2 separate regions of the Mus musculus genome follow, and region 2 is linked to region 1. A link is a contact called in public HiChIP or PLAC-seq data. All regions are on one chromosome and are shown on one strand. Each heading gives the region's core, a stretch centred on a gene start, on an enhancer-like site or on the middle of the called end of the contact. The rest is flanking DNA. Distances are from core to core; before and after follow the strand shown. Region 1 holds the start of Unc79 (unc-79 homolog). Region 2 overlaps Unc79 (unc-79 homolog).

Region 1 (3,634 bases), core at 665-3,164:
TAGGATGGCTAGTCCAGATTTTCCAATTTCTGCAATGGACAAAAAAGTAGTAAGAAAGGCTAAGGGCAGGGGGAAAAGGAAGGGGAGAAGATGAAGATAAGGAAGGTCACGTCTCCCCAGAGGAGTAAGTCGGAGCTTGTGCTGGTATGGAGAAACTGGGTGTGGAGACTGTCCGGGCTGGTGAATTAACCCTCACAAGTCAAGCCTGAAGTAGTGAGAGTCAAGGCTGAGGAATAGTGTCAATGGTGTGTATGATTAAGGACTTTGAAAGGGACAAGAAGAGAACTGATCCAAATAGACTGGAGGCCTGCGGGCATTCTGAGCAGCACTGCCAACAACAACTGCTGTTCAAGTGTGCTTGGAAGCTCCGGACTCTCATGAGTATACTCATGTAATCTTGACAACAACTTTTGATAGGACTATCACCATACTGTTTTTTTTTTTTGTTTTGTTTTGTTTTGATGAGAAAAATCAAAGCATAAGAAAGTGAAAGGTCGTAAGAGCACAAGAGGCAGGTCTGAAACCCAGATCGGGATTCCCCCGGGTGGGCACGACCTCAGCAGCAGCTGGTTCTCAATGTAGAGATAGATGTTCAGTGACAAACAGCAGCAACATCAGGCAGGGGGTGGGGGAATTATTTCCAAGACGTATTTCTTCCTTTGTTCTGTGTTTGTCCAAGCTACTTTTTTTTTCTTTCAAATTTCAATTACTGTTTTCTTTATTAATGCCTCCAGCTTCCCAGAAATTTTGGAATAAATCCTTGAGCTTTCCTCTAATCACACAAAACGCTTGTCATTTTCTCAGAAATGTTCATTATATTCATATTTTGTTCAGAACCACTTCCATGTATTTTGATTTTATTTACTCAAGATGAACTGTTCGCCGTCGTTCTTCAAAGAATCATTTGTCTTTCCCTGAGACGGGGCTGTGGTCTGGGGAGTAAGCAGTGGTAGAGCGCGATGGTCTCTGGGCAGGTACCTCAAGCTACCTACCAAGAATGCAGTCGGAGGGGCATCCTCAGGCGCCAAATCCCTTCCCCTTGTTCGCAGTCAAACAGCTCCACAGTACTTGCACCACGGACAGCTCCCTAGACGTCTGTTTTCTAGGCCACTTGGAATACCTTGATAATTGTTCCCAGTGTTTTGTTTTTAATAGTCAAAGATCTGGATAATTAGTACTTTTCTCAGGGAATTTACTAGTATTTCCTTAACCTACATATCATTCTTCCTGAGATGGAAGAACATTGATTTTCTTCATATTAAAAATAGCTCATCAACTTACAGTTCCTATTGCTTTTGCTAAACCAGTTTGCTATGCTTGTTGTCCCCCACCCCCACCCCCGCACCCCGCCCAGTTTTCCAAATGAACGATTTGAGTGAAGACTGGTTCTAATGACTGGCAGTTAGTCTTTCTGTTTCCGTTGTATTATTCCACTGCCCATTGATTCCGGGCGGCAGGGCGGATTTTATTGTTCCCATTTTACAGATGATGAAGAACCATAGGCTTACGGATAGCAAGCAATGGAACAGAGTCTGGGATCTGGTTCTCCTAAACCCAGGCTTCTAGTGCTTTTCTACTTTGAGGTGGACTCTCCAGGAGTCTTCCTATTAATATGCATGTTGCCCTTTTGATCGCTCCCCTTTTCCATTGGTTTCTGCTTCCCAGCAGAGAGAGGGGCTTCTCCCAGGCGCCCAGCCTGGACTGCTTGCGAGGAGCACACCTGGGTTCTTTCTGTCTCCAGTTTCTCCTCTTCCTTTTCTGTGGACCTTCCACCTTTACCATCTATGGAAATCTCCTCCTTTCCCTAGCTCCAACCCACACCCCCTCAAGTCTTCTCACAGCCCCCTGGCTTTGGGACCTCCCATCGCTGCTCAGCAGCAGGAGAGCCCATCCGCCAGGGGAGGCAGAGGGCACGGAGCGCAGCACGCCGGGAAGCCATGCAGAGGGTTACTTCTCCATTTCCTTCCTCGCAGTCCTCTGGAGCACTGTCGTCGCCCTCCGGCCCGGCTGTGTGCAGCCCGCCCCGGATCCGCCTCCCTGCCCTTCCTCCCGGAGGCTGAGACGCGCGTGGGACGCACCTGTGCTCCTCTCCGGTCACCGCGTCGAGGCGCCGGGGGCTGCTTCGCTCGCAGGATCTACGGGCCTGGAGAACGCCAATGGGGAGATCCAAATGGTCGGGGACTCCGGCACTTTAAGAGGCTTTTCTCTGGGAAACACCCGGCCCCTCCGTGCGCCTTATGAATGGAAATACTCCTCCCCCGGTCGAGCCCATTTTCCCATTTCACCAGGAGCCGCAGCTCGCTCTCTCCTTTCGGTCTCCCCGCCCACATCCACGCGGGCAGCTCCAGGAGGGGACGGACAGGAAGCCTTTGGCCGCCCATTAAATCCCACCCATTTCTCCGGGGGCGATTTCCTAACCTTCCGGGACCGAATTCTGCAATTTGATGTGCGTTTTGTCCGAATGGTAGCGACACGGGCCTAAGGGAGGGGGAAAGCGAGGGGGTGGGGGGTGGGGGGTATGCGCTCTTTTCCTCGCAACATCGCTGGCGGAGCGAGGGAGCTCACACGACACAGATTTTGGGGCAAAGCCTTTCCATCTGGACAGCACCATGTCCACCAAAGCGGAGCAGTGTAAGTAGCAGCCGGCCCGGCGTTCGGCCCGGCCTCCGGCTGGGAGCTATCGCAGCTGCGGCGTTTGCGGCTGCTGGGAGACCTTGGCATTGTGCTGGTGCGGGGGTGGGGGCTGAGGTTGGGGCGGGTGGCGGGTGGGGGGTGGAAGGAGGTGGGGGAGGGTGGACGGCGGAGGCAGCGCGGCGCTGTCCCCGGTGCTGAAAAATAATGCAGTCTACTGGGGCTAGCAGTGGGGTTCTCCAGACCGAAGACCCCGCGAGACGAAATTAAAATGGGGTCAATCTCGGGAAAAAGAGGCCTCGTATCTTTCAGATAAACATTTCGGTATCTCTTGTTGGAGTGGGGGAAGGGGGGCAGCGGCAAATCAGGGGCGGGGAACTGTCAGTTGCAACCAAAGCCTGCCTGGCCTTCTGAGCATGCCCAGTTCCTGGTGCTGGAGCCATCGGGGAGTTTGAGTCTGCAGTTTCCACTTCGGGTGGAAGAGGCAAGAAGGGAGAGAGGGGGGAGGGAACAGAGAGCAGGCTGAATTCTGCATTCAGTATAAAGAAAATTAACTCGTGCATAGCAACACTGCTCCCCTGGAGCAACTAACCTCCACTGTGTGGGGGCTTACAAGAGAGTGAAAGGGGTATTGGGAAAATGATCTAATTGATCTAATGATTTTTCCAAAGAGCAGGCTTTCTTTGTAGGGCAGCTTCCACAAACTCTAATAGCACAGGAGGAATTTGGTTGTACCAATAATGACTGGCTCTGTGCTTGGCTGGTAACAACATGGTAACTCCATGTGGACGGAGGACATTTCCAGCATGGTCCCCATAGTAACTCCTATTGCAATGTGCACTAGTAGGCCTTGGGTATGTACTTGGTAGGTTGGTTGATTTGATTGTTTACCTGAGAGCACTTGAGGGATTCAGAAACTTAAGCTTTGGGTTGTAAATAAACGATCATTTTTAATAAGCAATCAGTTGGTATTTCATACAAGAGTATCTAGAACTTATTTTTC
Region 2 (3,634 bases), core at 628-3,127, 91 kb after region 1:
TTCCATCTTCATAAAGAAACAGCATAAATATCCATAGACCTTTTGTATTTGTATCATAAGAATTTGAAGCTATAAATTTTCCTTTTAATGTTTCCATTGCATTCTCATGAAATTGTTATGTATGTCAGGAATTTGTTATATCTGGTATTGAATACTTTCTAACAATTCTTGTGGATGTTAAGTACATGAGTTATACCTTGGGCTAAAGGAGAACTTTAACTTATGTAGTGCTTAGGAGTATTTTAAAATATGAATACTTAGTGATTTTCTAGATACCTCTGTGTTGTGGATCTTCAGTGGAATTTCAGTGTCACCAAAGAACTTAAGACTTAAGTTTCGATTCTTTTTTTTTTTTTTTGGTTTTTCGAGACAGGGTTTCTCTCTGTACCCCTGGCTGTCCTGGAACTCACTTTGTAGACCAGGCTGGCCTCGAACTCAGAAATCCGCCTACCTCTGCCTCCCAAGTGCTGGGATTAAAGGCATGTGCCACCACGCCCGGCTTAAGTTTTGATTCTTATTATGCATCTTAGTAAATGTTACTTATGTAGTTTAAAATAACATGGATTTGGGGAGGTGTATGAAGGATCCTGTCATTATTAATCTTGTTTCATTTGCACAATTTTATTGACTTTCTGTTCATTCATTTTATCAGAATAGTGAATGAGAGAAGGCTGTTGAAACTCACAGCTAGAATACGGATTCCTTTCCTCGGTCTGTCTATTAAACCCGCTCACAGTTAGGGCTGTTCTGTGCCTTGCTCTGTTGGCCCTTTGCATTTTTTTTTTTCTGCTCATATTTCTTGACCTGGGGTCAGCTTGCCTGACATTTCTGTGGAGACTTTAGATTCTGGGCATGAGTGTTTTACATGGCAGAGTTTTTATTATATTTTGAGTGTTTCTCACATGCACACAATAAGAATCATGCTTTCTGGAAGAATCTCATTTCATAATTCCTACCTTTTAGAACATCTACCTGCAACGTGCCTATTATCTAGGTCGTTCACAGTGTGATGGCTGAGAAGGGCAGACTTACCATGGCCCCTTACTTTATGACTAGACCATTTGTTCTTTATGACTATAACAACTTTTGGGGCTAACTTTTTAATATTTAATTTTATTTCTATGCTGGGTTAATGATTTTTCTTTCTTTTTAAAACGTTTTCTCTAAGGCTGGTGCGCCTTAGCACTGTTGTCTACCCTCAGATGAGGAAGTAAGGTTTACTTGCTGACAGAAGAACATGTTTCACTTGGCCCCTTGCATCTTTTCTTCTTTATCCCAGATAGCCTTGGTTTAGTATATGTTTGTAATGAATAGTTTTATTAGGTGTAGAATTCTAAGCTGAGATGTTTTTCTTTTAGCCCTTCAAAGATGTGGTTCTAGTGCCTTCTAGCGTATATTTGAAGAGCATATTAATTATATACAACAGTGGGTTTGTTTCATTTGTTGTGTTCACACACGTTCTGATATTTTCCCATTTCCTTCACCCCATGACCGTCTCTTATTTCTCTTCCACCTGCCGCTGATTCCCTTTCTTTTCCCAGCCAGCTCCTCTTCTGCTTCAGAGCCTTTTCTCTGATGAGTTCAGGAGGGTTTCTTACAGGTGCAAGGGGAGGGGTGCGGGGTTGGAGGCTGGGCAGCGGGGTGGGGGGATGGCGTTGCTTGCAGGAGCACAGGAACCTGATCAGTGGCTATACCACTCAGGGAAGTGTTTCTCCCTTTCCTGTCAACCGTTAACAGGGTATAAACCCTCAGCCTTAAGAGTCTCTTTCCCTTCCACAACAAGCTGTTGACAGGCTCAGTCCTGTGCTGCAGATCTTTCCCTTGCAGATATTCACTGCTGTTGTGAGTGCAATCCTTATTGGACCCAGAAGTCAGTGTTCCCCACCACTTCCCCATTTTCTTCAGCTCTTACATTCTCTCTGCCCTGTCTTCAAGGATACTCTTTGAGCCTGCTGTGTGTGTGTGCGCGCGCGCGCGCGCGCGTGTGTGTGTGTGTGTGTGTGTGTGTGTGTGTGTATGTGTGTGTGTGTGTGTGTGTGTGTGTGTGTGTGTGTGTGCCTATGTGTGTGCTATAGATGTTTTGGTTACAGCTGAGCATTCAGCAGCCACCTTTTCTCATCACTTTTACTCATACATCAGTTATGAGTCTTTCTAATTACCTCTGTCCATTGTAAATGAAAATGTCTCCTATCAAAGCTGATGGCAGCACTAACCTATGGACATAAACGTAGTTATTTTGAAGGCACTTTGATGGGCACATCATGTGCATTTAAGAAGACAACAGGGGCTGGAGAGATGGCACAGAGGTTCAGAGCACTTGGCTGATCTTCCAGAGGACCCAGGTTCAATTCCCAGCACCCATATGACAGCTTACAACTGTCTATAACTCCAGTTCCAGAGGATCTGACACCTTCACACACACACGTACAAGCAAGCAGAACACCAATGCACATAAATAAAAATAAATCATAAACAACAACAACAAAACCCAAAACAACAGCTATAGCTTTCCCACTAGCACTTCTGACCCTCCACCACAATCTCAGCTGCAGGCTTTTGGCTGTGTTTACAGTAGCAGATGTGAATTTCCTCCTGTGGAGTGGGCCTTAAATGCAATCAGGAAGTGGATGACTACACTCATAACAGACTTGGCACTAGTTGCATGCTCCCTGGCTCATTAGGACTGTACACAGGGCCCAGGGCTGGGTCTGACTGCTGTTGAGAGCTTCTCCCAGCAGTCTGCATAGCCTCTACCCCACCCCACCCTGCCCTGGCACTATGATGGGTAGCCAGAAGGCAGGATGCTTCGAGATCAGTTTGAGCTTAACCTTTCTATGTCCCATCTTGCATTGTTTTTAAGAGAACGTCAGAGATTGTTCTTATCTTTATCCCTCTATTAGTGAGGTATCTTTTGTTCTTAATGGCTGCTTTAAAAGTTTTCGGCTTTTCCCCCATCAATTTGATTTTAATAAGTTTTGATGTGTTTTTCCTTTGCTGAGTCTTGACTACAACCTCTTGAGCGTCTATGAACTGTGGGTCAATAATTCCCATCAAAGTTGAAAAATGACTTAAGGGGACTATCCTAGAACCTGTTCTTAGCTCAGTGGCATGGTAAAAATGGATGAAAAAATAAAAAACAAACCAAAGGGATTGGTCCTCTCATACATTTCCCTCATCCACAGAATAGAGGTCATTAGAGCCCTGATCTAATGTCATGGCTGCTGCATATGCTAATCTGTTTCCACCAGTGCCACAGCAGCTGACATGTTTTAAATATGACCTATTCTCATAATAGATGGGTTCAGAGAGGTCAGCAAATGCCACTGTGTATGCCAGCCTGCTCTGGCTTGTGGTGACTGGAGTTCAGTGGAAAGAAGGATTTAAGATTCATTATGAAACTCAGCAGGAAGAATGCTGTAATGGATGAGTTGTGTCTTTCATGAGTTTGGGTTGGAGAAATAAGGCGTTTGTTGCAAGTATTTGCAGCAGTGTACAGTCTAAAGGTGGTTGTGAAGTTTTCCTGATTGCAAAAGGAAACATACCACCATTCTTCTAAGTCACCTTGTCTTTACTACCCATTGGAAATGAATGTGATTATTATATAATACCTAAATGCAAGTGATTTTTATTTATT

What was found. HiChIP or PLAC-seq counts read pairs in DNA pulled down with a chosen protein or histone mark.
Region 2: a contact with region 1 is called in an H3K27ac HiChIP or PLAC-seq map of microglia, with 7 times the contacts expected there. The contact joins the enhancer-like site here to the promoter of Unc79 in region 1. A contact is called at or near these places in 5 of 39 promoter capture datasets (the HPC-7 cell line, cranial neural crest, liver and 2 more), 4 of 484 Hi-C or Micro-C datasets (cerebral cortex, embryonic fibroblasts, forebrain and 1 more), 5 of 115 datasets of contacts at active chromatin or transcription factors (embryonic forebrain, embryonic stem cells, forebrain and 2 more) and 3 of 9 other capture datasets (adipose tissue, embryonic stem cells and pancreatic islet).

What each region holds. Positions count from the first base shown.
Region 1 is chr12:102,946,945-102,950,578 of GRCm38.p6, forward strand. It overlaps Unc79 (unc-79 homolog), which reads left to right and starts at 1,915. Exons shown (of 49, transcript NM_001081017.2): 1 at 1,915-2,631. The coding sequence starts at 2,610.
Region 2 is chr12:103,037,649-103,041,282 of GRCm38.p6, forward strand. All of the region lies in intron 7 of Unc79 (unc-79 homolog), which reads left to right. Among named protein-coding and RNA genes, the nearest start is that of Unc79, 91 kb to the left of the region's middle. Within about 2 kb of position 1,878, at least 11 of the 459 cell types and tissues checked have an H3K27ac peak or open chromatin away from gene starts, as enhancers often do. A contact at or near this core is called in microglia, where this site is marked.